Linked DNA regions of Mus musculus: region 2 is linked to region 1. The links are chromatin contacts, called in public HiChIP or PLAC-seq maps. All regions are on one chromosome and are shown on one strand. Each heading gives the region's core, a stretch centred on a gene start, on an enhancer-like site or on the middle of the called end of the contact. The rest is flanking DNA. Distances are from core to core; before and after follow the strand shown.

Region 1 (6,757 bases), core at 1,942-4,441:
AGTACAAGATAGAAGAGAACAAAGTTGATGTGACATAAATCCTATTAGAATGTTTAAGCAAAGACTAAATAAGTTCCCTCAACATCAAGGGCTAAATAAAGGAAAGTTAAAAAAAAAAATGAAAATTTCGAAGTGTAATTTGTAGCTTTGTAGAACCAAGAAAAGGGCCTGTAGTATATATTTGAGATTGACATATTGAGTGAAAATATAGAAACATTGTTTTTTGCTGTTCCCTGACCATATATGGGGGGATGGGATCAAGACCTTTGGTACTTTGGTAGGCGCAACCAACTTAGCCAAAATGAAGAGCATGCCAATACCTCAATACAATACCATTGGAATTGCTTCAGAGTGAATACTTGCTCTTACTGTCTGCTTCTGGGATGCTGTGTTTTACCTCCAGAGTAGACAAGTTCTTAAAGCATTGGAAGATGCTACGGTAAGTCCCTATGGCTGAGTCCCTATGGGAAAGTCCCTATGCCTGATCACATATCCAGGCTAGTGACATGGTTCAGTGGGCAAAGGCTTTGAAAGTCAGACTCTTGAATAATGCCATCCCTCTAACCCTTGTAAAGGTAAAAGAAGAGAACCAACTCTATAATACTGTTCTCTGGCTTTCACATGTATGCCATGGCACATATGTGTGTGTATCCCTATATACATATCACATATATACCAATAATACATTTTTTAAATTAAAAATCATATAAAAAGGATTCCAAAAGGTCTCCTGGCTACTTGGTAACACTACAAACAGGAAGGCACAGGGTCACACTAGGACAATAGCCATGGCCCCAGTATCTTATGACTGATTTTTTCATACTTCAATGGCTTCTGGATATCGCTAATATTATTACCAAATCCAGAGTTTCATATTAGTAAGTTATAGTCTATAAGGAAGAAGAATAAAATATGAAGTTTTTAACGTATTATTTATTCACAGAAAGAAGACTACATTTATTGTTTCTTATAAACACACCTCAGAAAAGATCAACAGTACAGGGACAGGCTGTCTGGGGCTTAGTTCTCCCACACTAAAGATAAAAAATCTAACTTGGGGAGATAGTCTCAGAGTGTCCCAACCTCGTGATCACTGATGATTGAGAGAGAACCACAGAAGATCCATTTGAGTCAGAAGAGCCCTCTACCCTCCAAAAGACTTGGCTGTATCACCCTAGGAGCCAAAGAAGATTGACTTACTATCATAACAATGATTGCCTAGCAAGGAAAGGATGCTGGGTAGATTGATGTCAACAGAGCCACCACATACTGAGATAGAAGGTCAAAGATTCAGTTTATGTATTATGTTCAATTGAATCTGTACCATATGAAAATTTTAGACTATTTGACATTTAGTATGAATAGTTCTTTATCTCTTAAAAAGTAGCATGTTCTTCTTAATTAACCATTATAAGTAGGATGGGTATGTGTCTTTATGGTACTGGGAATTGAACTCAGAGCCTTGAGAATGTTAAGCAAGCATCCTACTCTTTAACCACATACTCAGCCCATACAACAAGACCGCATGCATCAGTAGCTGTAAGGACTACAAGACATTGATTTTTCAGTTGTAACTGCAGAAATACCAGAGACTCTTCTGGTTCCTTCTTACTTTACTATGAGTGCCTTTTAGAGTGGATTCTCCCATAGCAGACCCTACAATGTGAATATGAGTTCAAATGAATTGCCTGAGAAATGGTTCCAGGAAGTATCGTTAGGAGGGGAAGAGAAATAATACAGGAGAGAAGAAGAAAGCTACTGTGAGATGTCTGTGTTTAGGTTACTTTTTAGAGTAACTGAAGACCCCAGTGAGGGCCTCTGGGAGACTGCATAGAATACACATTTCAGATTTTCCTCACTTACAGGAAGAAACAGTGGGAACTTCATCTCCACATTCCATGTGCCATTGGCTAAAGGCAGCTTCTATAGTACAGCACTTTAGGTCTGCTTTTTGCACCAGTGAGCGAAAGCCCTAGTATGCAGAGAAGGCTCCTGTTATATAATAGCCTGAGCAAGTTCATGAACATGAGTCCCATAGGATGTAGCCAAAGCTCAGAGCCACGTCTGACACCATCGACTGCCATTTACCAAAGCACACATTCACTTGTTAATCAAGTGCTCACCTAGCTCCTATTATACGTATTTTTCTAGGTGTTGGGAGTACAGGAAGGGATGGAACTGAGAATATGGTCTTCTTATTTAGTGCCTAACATAACTGGACTAGGTAGAAGCTGATTATTGTAGGTGCTACATTATAAACTAGTTCACAGTTTCAGCTTCAAAGAAGTCCCTTAATTTTAAGAGTTAGACCGGAGTCATCAACATTAAAGTCTCTGACCCGACATACTAGAGTCATTAACAGAATAATCAGATGTGTGATAGTAGTTTCTCTCATGGACAAGTAGGTTGAATGCCACTTATAACATTCTTTGGGGACATCTTCCCTGCGGTGAATGTGCCCAGAGGCACTGCAGACTTACCTGTTCGCACTCTGACAGCTGAGTGGTGGATCAAGCTTGAAGACATGAAAAGGACTACATTAATTCACCCACATGGGGACTGAACTGGCATCAGTGACTTCAAATGTGCCCAGCAGAGACCAGATGATCTCCATTTCAAACACAGAGTGCTCTGCCTTCCAAACTGGACAGAATTCCATGTTATCTACATTGGTCATATAAATGGGCTGCTTTTCAAAGCTGTAGTCACAGAGGGTTATCTGTAAAATCTGTGTCTTATATGTTGCTTTAAATAAACTTTTGCACTCACATAAAAAAATAAACCATACAACTTGAGAAAAGACTTACGTATAACTATTGTGAAAACTACCCATTATGAGCAGATATAGCATTTGTTATGCTTATTTGAATTCCCATAGTTTGTAGTTAGCTAAACAGTACACCATCTGTTATGGATATGTCTGTCAATGGCATTTCCCATCTCAAGGAATAAGGATCACTAAGCTATGAGGTCTCTAAGTTAGGACTTAAGTACCCAGAAAATAAAATATCTTTGAAATTGGAAGAAGTCAATTTAAGAGAAGAAATGTGGTGTATACCCTTAAAAGGCGTTGTTGCTTGATTTTTTTTTTTATACTAAGATATTGTTGATAACTCCGAAGGCTGTGAGGCGTTACTACGACTGAGCTGATCAGGCAGTTTCTGTTCTCAGTGTGTAAGTGCCTGAGCTGTTCTGTATGTAGATATCGTTCCCACTCTAAGAACTGTCGGGGCTGTGAGTCAAAGCTTCCCAGTGGCTCTGCTAAGCCCCTCTGTTAACTGTGGTCACTCCTGACTCACTCCTGCTTCCTTTGCTGTGTATGTTTATGGCCTATGAGGTTGTATCTGTTACTTCTCTATTGTGGTTTTACCAGTGTCCATGCCAAATGTTAGTTGCCAAGCTTGGAGTGACCTAAAGCCTTTTTCAGAGCATGCCTAGATTTAATGGACGATAAGGTTTCTGCAAACCAGAATTGAAAAGCCACAGTGTCGGTTGTCACAAAACGACAAGCTGCCATTCCTGGTTGCTGCTCAGATGCAATGGAAACTATGCTTGATTACATGTGAAAATCTTATTAAAGTCTGTGTCTCAGTAGAAAAAAAAAGGCATTGTTGATTGACCCCCAGATTACTCTCCAAGTGTGTCTAGATTCTAGACTTAAAATATTTCAATTCGCAGTTCTCCATGGTTAGAACTAAAATAAAGTGCACTTGATATCTATGATAAATGTATGTAGTCTTGCCCCCTTATTGTCACACCAACCATGAACCAGGGAGACAAATCAAGAGGGATGGAGAGGAGAAGAGAGGAGAGAGCAAGGATGGAGGTGAAGAAGAGCTAGACAAGGATAAAGGGAAAGAAGAGGGAAGAAATTGAAATGTATATTTCTCTTTGTTCCCTGTGTTTTGCCTAGGGTAATGCTAATAAAAATATGGCAAATTGAGTATTTGATTTATAGTCACTGATAATATCTTGGGAAACCTCAGAATCAGCCTTCCCACAAGAATAAGGCCAGTCATGCATATTTTTACTAGCATTACTGTAGGCAACACACATGGAACAAAATTAGCAGCAATCAGTTGTCCTGGTCACATTCTAGAATACCTTCTATATGAAAGGAAGTTTTCAAACAAGGAAAGATTACAGTTTTGGCAGCAGCACCTTCTCTACAACTCTTGACCTTTCTCTCCCATCTACAATAGAGATTTTAAAGAATAAATTCCTGGGTTGTATCACCCAGAAAGCAGTGGCTAGGTCTCCCCAGAGACCAGGGGACAATGGGCATGAAGAAGTACTCCAGTAGATGTTTCTACTTTCCCCCCTGAAACCTGGAAGACTTTCATCATGCCAGCTACTTTATGTGGTGGCCTCAATCATCATTCACATGGTATAAATATAAATTACACTGGCTTTGAAGAAGGTGAAGAATCAGGGCCAGAGATGACGTATTAGATTTAATTGCTTATTTTGTAGTCTTGAAACCACAGTGTGTATCTTCTGACTCCCCTGCCTTTTGAGACCCCTGGTAATTAGCTATTTTTTACATTTTTCACTGTGCAACAATACTTAGTGTGAACATAGACTGAACTAACACACAGCAGAGTCCAGCTTTTCTCTGCCAGCTCATCTCCAAGCATTATTTGTTTTCATAAACTCGAGCCGAGATGACTCTTTCTTTGGTGCCTTTAATTAATCAGGAAAGCTTAATATGCACTTTTTTTGTTTCATCAATCTGGTACAAAAAATTTGCTGAATTGCTTTTGTAGTCATTTGAAAGAAGAGTGTGGGGCTATTAGAAGAAATTCACATCAGGCTTTTCTCTCCATGGCCTACTTATAATCTTCAAAGCACAGGGACATTTCAAGGAAAATGCAAAATTTGGGGTGCTAGAGATGTCTGGGCCATCTCAAGTTCTATTTTTTTAAAATTTTCTACACAAAGGCACCTTATGGTGCATTTTAATAATGCAACTTAAAATATTTTGAAAGGGGGACAAGTCACAATCTGACCCTCACAGAATTATACCTCATGCAGACCCAAAGTGGGTATTTGACCATAGGGGTCCTCCTCTTTTGTCTCCTGGGTAATTATTTCACACATTTGGGAGGTTTAGAGGCAATGCATATGTGCTTTTTGAGTAAAAATTGTAAGGCTCTGGCTACTAGAAATCTGGAAAAGACAGAGACTAAGAACTTACCAGCTGGCCTCCGATCCCTAATAAGAGATCCTGCAGCCACCTTCCAGGCTGAATATTCCAAAGTTATCTTCGTTAAAAATGCAGAAACAGCTTGAGAACATATCTGACTTTACCTTTTAAAAGTAGGATTAAAAATTTAAGAAGATTCATGAATTACTATCCTACTTATCTATCCTTTGGTACTTTTAATCCCTTAAGCTATGAAAGAATCCTTTGTTGATTCGTATATAGAATGATCAAATAAACCAAAATATGAAATTGTGATATTTTTAAAATGAGAAATAAAACTATATTCAAATATCATAATAACATTCTGGCCTCATCACCTTCAGCTAGCCAGCTAGCCACTGGTACACATGCATGTGCATGCACACGTGCTCATGCACTCTCTCTCTCTCACACACACACAAATTTATGATTTATTTATTTGGGTATTATTTTGTCCTGTTTTGTTGCATACTCAATGTATCAAATACCCTCAAATGAGCAGTAGAGACACAGACAATCTACTGGGGAAGATTAATTTGTGTATTTGTATGTATATATGAAGCATGTGTGTTCATGAAGCATGTTTATGTCTGGTCATGTAGACGTCAGGGAACAGCATCAGGTGTCAGCCTTTACTGCCTCCTACCTTGTGTGAGACTAGGTCTGTATGTTGCTTGCTGCTGAGAACAATATAGCCTACAAACTTCTGGAGATTCTCATGACTCCCATTACACCAAAACAACACTGGGTGATAGGCAATTAACATGTTCAGCTTTTCATGGCATCTAGAGATTCATAAAGGTCTCCAAATGCATAGCAAGTGCTTTACACATTGAGCTATCACACCAGTACTGAAGAAGGTGAATTTTGCTCAAATAACTGCCTATGTACAAAAGGATTTCGAAGAACCTTGGGAGAAAAGGGTCACAGAGTTACTTCTGTAAAGAACAGTTAAGTAAGTAGAATAGGGAGGATGTCATTTCAAAATGGAAGAATGGAATGTGTTGAGTAAACCCTACTGTGGGAAGAAACGGGATCAAAGTCCTAAAAGCAAAAGCAACTTAAATATTCTCCCACCTAGGCTGGCAGTAATTTTCAATTGTTAAGCATGAATAAATGGTATAAGCATATTTAGATCAGTCTATTTTCAGAATCTGCAGTTAGGTATAATGGAGAGGGCTTTTGTCTTAGATCAAGCTTTGAGGGGTTTCTTATGAAAGCTTGTTTTCATGGTAATTTTCTAAATGTCATCAGCAAATATGTAAATTTAACCATAAGTAATTGTATTTTTTTTACATTGATTTTTCTGCATTTTCCCCATATCTTTGGTGAACAAGGCCATCTTTGGAGCCAGAAGCAAAAGAGTAAAAGTCTCCCAAATGAGATCTCTATCTGTCTGCTTTCAGGAAATGTATGTGTGTGTGTGTGTGTGTGTGTGTGTGTGTGTGTGTGTGAGAGAGAGAGAGAGAGAGAGAGAGAGAGAGAGAGAGAACTACAGTGGATTACAATTCTATTTCCTATAGAATTTACATTAGTTTGTAGTTCATTAAAGTCTGCAATTAAAGGAATAAA
Region 2 (6,757 bases), core at 1,763-4,262, 600 kb after region 1:
ATATATTCAATATATCAACATTATAGAATTCAATCTTGAATTCATTGTTGTCCAAATCTTTGCCTCTGCTTTTCATCTCTGCTTCATTAGTTCCTAGTAGAACTGAGCTAAATCTCTAACTATAGTTGTCAAATCAATGGCAAAAGCCATAACTTCCAGTTTTGTACATCACAATGTTATATACTCATGCATCTACATTCTGACTTATCTCACTATTTATTGCTTTGCTCATATTTCACAAAAATGGACTTTTTTTTCATCATCCCATCTTCAGCCTGGACCCTTTTTAGATGCTTGTAAGATAAAGAAATCATGCACCCCAGCTAGCATCTTGTTTTCTCTCCCTTAGCCAAGATGCCTGGTAAATTTAACCCCTATGGTTCTGCCACTCACTCTTTACATTTGGTGTCATTATCCAATGTTGTCATTAGGTTTGGCTCTCTTTTTTTCTTCCCTCATGCCTATCTCAATTAAGGTAAGATCTCTGCCTTTCTGATTAGGTGAGGCTGGGAGATGAGTGAACCTGCAGGATGTGTTATCTCTACTCCTCATCACTGGGATAATAAGGTGTATCCAACCTGTCCATGGATTCTGTGAATTGCACTCAGGTCCTCATCACGTACTCTATTGAGCTTTCTCTACAATACCCTTAGCTCACCCTTACTCCTGCTGTTGTCTTTCAGATACTACACTCTACCTTTCTCATGTTTGAATTTTGGACATGTTCAAATGACATGGCCTATAATTTCAAATAATTGCATTATTTTTTCAATGTCACTGCTCAATTTTCCATCTTATCAATATACTGCATGTTCACGGGTGAAACACCCTCTTCCTCATACTGTGAAGCAATGGCTTCCAATATCGCTGCCTCTTTAACCTGAGCCTCCTCTGGTTATTGGTGCACAATTTTCTTCAAAATTCAGTTATCCCTCTAATGGAACACCCATGTACCTTACACTGTCTTGACTTGGTTAGAGTTTTACTGCTGTGAGCAGACACCATACCCAGGACAATTTTTATAAGAGCAACATTTAATTAGGGCTGGCTTATAGGTTCAGAGGTTCAGTCTATTACCATCAAGGTTGGAGCATGGCAGCATCCAGGAAGGCATGGTGCAGGAGGAGATAAGAGTTCTACATCTTCTTCTGAAGGCTGCTAGAAGACTGGCTTCCAGGCAGCTAGGACTAAAGTATTAAAGCCCATGCCCACAGCAACACACCTACTCTAACAAAGCTACGCCTTCTTAAAGTGCCACTCTCTAGGCCAAGCAATACAAACCATCACAGGTCTTTAAAAATCTGCTTAGTGGAGAAGTTTCCTGAATATGGATTCCCTAGAATCAAAAGTTGTCATTACTAATTGATTAAAAGAATCTAAATTCTCTACTTATCATTTTGTAATCTTCCTCCTAGATTTCCTTATTTATTTTTGTTATACTCTAGTTTCTAAAATTAATTTTAGAAAGGGTCTACATGTATATGCTGTGAAATTCTATTCATAATAATATATTTAGTTAACCCTTTCACTTAAATAAGCAGTCTGTAATAACAGTCTAAACTCTAAGTTTGACTGTTTCAAAACTTCTGACCTTGGCTTCATTGTATCCTCACACAACTGTAGAAGATAATTGGCTGGCATGCAGATTACTTTTTAACACAGGATGTTCTGGTTTCAAATCTCAAAATAAGGTCTGCATAAGGGCCTAAGCATAAGACTATATATTAATATCCTTCCATTACCATATAAATTATCCCAAAGCCAAAGGCTATCCTCTTCTCAAGTCTCTAAAACAGGATTTCTGTCTCTTCCTAGTGTCTGTTGGCTTACAACAACCCCCCATGCTCCCTGGCATGGAAATTTCATCACTCCAGACTCAGTCTCCCCAGATACTCCATCTTGATGAGGCCTTTTATGTATGTCTTCACATCTTATACTAATACAAACTGAGAGCAATACAAAGGAGATATCTCAGTTGGCAAACTTCTTGTTGCCTAAAGCTTTCAGTGAGACTCTTTCTCAGAACACAAGATGGATAACTCCTGAGGACAATACCTCAGAAAGACCCCTTGCTTCTACACACAAGTGCACACACATGTCCATGTATCTGCACACACACTATTAACAGCATTAATGAGAGAAGGTGGTATATTTAGGGTCCAGCCTAACTTGCATCATGAAGCAATCATATCTACAGAGTCTTCTAAGTAAGGACATATGCTGAAGATCCTTTCAGTGGGTAGGCGTGACTGAACTACCATTTCTGATAGTTTTATATCTCATAAAGTGTGTGTGAGGTCGTTGGTTTCCATCACATTCTTTAGATGTTTGGTTTATCTTCAGATACTCTTTGGCACATGGTAACACTTCAGCTTTTCAAAGATTCTGATAGTTCTATTCATTCTGTTTTTCTCAATGGTCCATCTGAGTTTCCTCATATCTGTTTCATCCTGATGTTCTTTGAGATGAGAAAACTGAGATGCACTGGTTATTCATTCATTCATTCACTCAGCTCTTAAGGCTTACTTATATCCAGTGTTTCCCCTGTATCCTGGCTACCCTGCCGTGAATTTCCTTCCTTCTAACATTCCACTCTTGCCAATAAACTCATATAGTTCTATTACATATTTTTACATTCGTCTAGTCTGCAAACAATTTATAACACGGATGCCCTCTGATCTCTTCACTAATTCTTCTTCTCCTTTGATGATAGACATAACTCTAAGCACTCTCTTTCTGGAGGAAGAAATGGAGCCAGAGTTAAGAATTCTCTACCTGATTTAGCTGTGCCATCCCCTCTCTGACCCTCTGCAATGGCATGAACTTCTCACCTTCGGATCACATCTAAAACCGAGAGACGCTGACATACATTAAGCATTCATCATTGTCTAGTACATGGCATAGGCAGCCAAAATAGTAATAATTTTCAACTTCCTTTCTTCCTCTACAGTGGTCTAATACTGTCTCTCTGGTAATTGTACAAATTGCATAGCTAATAGACTTATTTCCCCAAATTTTAATTTCACTGAAAAAGAGAACTATTCCAGAGACTGTAAAGAGAAAACAAGTATGTATGTGGTCTACTCTGGTTCCACAGTAAGAATCAGCAGTGTGATGGGAAGATGCAGGCATCCAGGATCTGAAATTGTCTGCAAGAAGGAGATAAATATTAAATATTTTACTCTCATATGAACATGGCAAAAGCAATTTTATTTTAGCCCAAAGTAAAACTGCTGAATCATTTCTACCAAACATGAACGTTAGATGTACTCTGTTAAAATTCCAAATGAAAATCATATCCAGAAAAACCTATTTCTTAGCCAACATGGAGATAATGATTTCTGGAATTCAGAAAATCAAGGACTTAGTTATGGGACTCACTCAAAGGGTCATGCTCCTGAATTATATTTATTAATAGATGTCAGTCAGTAAAGAACTTGGTGTTCCCTCCTGTTATAAAGAAAAGAGGAAGTAGGTATGATAACCAAAACCACGCTCTTATATATGTAAGCTTTCTTTCTTCTTCTTGATATTCTGTGGCAGTAACTGCTTTTGCTTTTAACCAAAACTGTAAGGTTCTGGAATTTCCTACATCTCCCAAATTTCCATTCATGAAAAGTATCATCTCTCTACCTCCCTCCTATGACCTACATGTGTCCTCTGTCCATCTGCTAACACCCTAGCTCCTCGTCACTCTTGGAAGCTAGGAAGAGGACATGAGTTTAAGAACTTCCTCTTCAAAGTTAACCAAATAGAAAGGAACTAGCACAGAGATTTCTGTGCCTTATATGAATAAGTCTGTGACTCAGCACAGCTGCTTGGTTTTGTTGCTGATAGGAATAGTTGAGCTATAGGGTTCATAGAATAAGGTTCAATGGCCAGATCGAACAGTGACAGATCATTCCATGGTCGGCCAGGTTTATCCCTGGTTTGCTTTTAAATGTTATGCTAATGTCTCACTAAACTGCCAAATGCTTCAAATCTTGTTCCAAGAAAGAATAGCTAACTCTAGAATTTCTGGGTGGAAAGGGGCTTGTGAGATCACTTAGATCCAGCAGTCGCACTTTAGAGACACTGAGCATGTCCAGAATGCAAGTGGCCTACTCAAATGAGCACTGAACTTCAGTGGTCTCATGGATCTTTATAAAGTGTAAGATTTAAGGATTCTATAAACTTGAGACCCTAATTTAAGAAGTTAAATTATAGATAACTCACTTTGGGGGCATCCCTTAGTATTGAAGGCATGAGCAATACTCATCCTAAGAAATTCAACAGAGGATTCAGAATATAAGCCTATGTCTATTAATTCCACATTGCCTCTTCAAGCACAGACTACTATGAACTGACTTTTTAATTTTTATTTAGATCCTCCAAAATCCATGACCCATACTTGGAACCTCAGGACTTCCAGTAACCACACGACCAAACCCATAAAGATGAGAAATTCTATACCACTGACTACCAAGAAGCCGCTGGGTCCCACTTCATAGTTAATACCTCCCTAGTCCATACAGCAAAAAATTTCTCCAAGGCCAATGCAAAGATGCTATGTTTCTGCAAGCAGGTTAGCCATTCCAGCTCTAGCCTGCTGACTAGGAACATGTGCTTCACCTGAGAGATACAAACAATGCATATTGTGCAGCACAGCAGAGATACACTTTAACGTGTAGAAAGAACTCCCCTAGAGTGCTAGCTATAAAGCCAAGCTGATTTAAATCAACTTGAAAGCTTTCAAGACAACCAGATTCTTAGGCTCTGTCACACCCTAACTCCAACAGAACTTCCATAAGGGTTAGACAGACTTGGGTACAATATCTGTTTTCTTTTTCAATTGATCATATGAATGTGGCATGTTCCTTTGCCTGTTTGCCTCTGTGATACAGGGCACCAATAATTTCCTCCCATAGAACTTCTTAAGGACCTAATAAGTATTTGGTTAACCGCTACCTTTTTATCCCAGCAAAAAATAGCCATGGATGTTTTTTAATGGCCAAGAGATAGTTGTTAATTAATACAAAATTTAATACTGGTAAGAAACGTAGTACTGTTATTATCATAGAATGGCATCTAGTCAGTAAAGAGAAAATAAAATTTGGCCCGGTACTGCGTAGATGATGCTACCTCTCTTGTGCCATGTGTCAGTTAAAACCCAGCATCCGAATAACAGGAACAGCAGCTGGTGCTTACTTCCTGCTTCCAGCCTTTAAAGGTTTACATTAGACATATCCTTAAAGCTCTGGGAGGCCGGATGGAAGCAGCACTTTGCACACCTGCCCTCATACACCCTTCTGATTGCCACTTAGAACAATTCCTAGATTTAAAGATTACCATGTTCAGAAGATATTAAACTTGCAAGGCTATTGAAACCAGTGGCTAAATAGTTCTCAGGACATGTTTTGTAATGTGTTGTAGTCAACAGTCGTGTAGGGGAGATGGCTCATTTCCATATAACTTCTGTCAATATTGGACATTCTCTAATACGCTAAATCTGTTATACAAATTGTCATTACTTCCAAATTCAATATAGAGGGAATGACTTCTTCAAAATGTCCTAGCCAGAGCAATCTACCATGAACACTAATGTCTCCTAGGCAACCAGGAAACCAAACATGATAAAAAGAAACACTGCTCCTTTTGTTAAAAGATTGGGAAAAAAAAGTCTTTTTTTTTTTTTTAATGAGAAAATTGAAGATGTTATTTCATTAGAGCTGGGGGGTGCTAAGGTTCACTGTGAATAATAAAACAATCTCCCAATTTTATGTCCTGACAAAACTCTGTGAATGGCAAAACTCTAGATTAACCTCTAGCAAGCCATCAGATGCCGTGTGCTGGACTTTTCTAATGGCTCTCTATCGGTGGGGGTGGGAAAATCTGTACTCCAGCGTGTCTGAAAACTAATTTAATGGTTCAATTGTGAGTTCAAGGCCAGACTGGTCTACAAAGCATGTTCCTGGACAGCAAAGGATGTTACATAGAAAACAAGGAAAAAGAAAGGGAAGAAGAACAAGGAAGAGGGGGTAGGAAAGAAGGGGAGGGAGAGGGAGAAGAAGACAGGGAGAAGGAGGAAAAGGAAGAAAAAGAGGAGGAGGAGAAGGAGAAAGTAGCTAAGTTAAAAGATGGCAGACACGCTTAAGGAATACTGCTGGCCTTTGATCCCTCTATGAGTCTTGTGACTTACGAGTGTGTGGAGATGTCAACTAGTTGGTAGCAGAACGAACCTGGATGATAACAAGAGAAGGAAAGAGCACTATCATGTGAGAGGTCTTGGAAAAAGTCTAAATAATGGCTGTTCAGCAGAGGAGGCCTGTTTGACTGTACTCATGTGAAACTTGGAGCAGCATCAACTTTTATGATACTCAAAGACAAAAGAAGCAAAAAAAAGAAAGAGCATTTAAAGGCATCTATGTACCTGTGCATAAGGGGAAATCTAAAATTGATTGGTGATTTCCCTCATAATTGTAGAGTCAATTCTGTTCTTTTTTCTGCATGCTTTCATCTTCTACAAGAAGCACAGGCAGGAGAGTCTGCCTAGAGACATCCAGTTCTCAGCTAATGAATGTAGATGTCAATGAACAGATGACTTGCATGCCACCTTGACTATAAAGCACAGCAGTATAAGTGCAAAAGTATAGTCTTCAATTTTATGTATGCTAAACTAAACACAGAGAAAAAAACACAACAATATTGGTATTGCAGCCCTTTTTTAAAAAAAATCAACATCTTGTTTGTAGATAATTATCTCTGGAAATCACAGATG

What was found. HiChIP or PLAC-seq counts read pairs in DNA pulled down with a chosen protein or histone mark.
Region 2: a contact with region 1 is called in an H3K4me3 HiChIP or PLAC-seq map of bone marrow-derived macrophages, with 4 times the contacts expected there. The contact joins two enhancer-like sites. A contact is called at or near these places in 1 of 484 Hi-C or Micro-C datasets (the Ba/F3 cell line) and 1 of 115 datasets of contacts at active chromatin or transcription factors (bone marrow-derived macrophages).

The regions. Positions count from the first base shown.
Region 1 is chr14:9,825,625-9,832,381 of GRCm38.p6, forward strand. The region is part of intron 4 of Fhit (fragile histidine triad gene); the gene reads right to left. Among named protein-coding and RNA genes, the nearest start is that of Gm41096, 300 kb to the left of the region's middle. Within about 2 kb of position 3,192, at least 7 of the 459 cell types and tissues checked have an H3K27ac peak or open chromatin away from gene starts, as enhancers often do. A contact at or near this core is called in bone marrow-derived macrophages, where this site is marked.
Region 2 is chr14:10,427,114-10,433,870 of GRCm38.p6, forward strand. The region is part of intron 1 of Fhit (fragile histidine triad gene); the gene reads right to left. Among named protein-coding and RNA genes, the nearest start is that of Fhit, 23 kb to the right of the region's middle. Within about 2 kb of position 3,013, at least 78 of the 459 cell types and tissues checked have an H3K27ac peak or open chromatin away from gene starts, as enhancers often do. A contact at or near this core is called in bone marrow-derived macrophages, where this site is marked.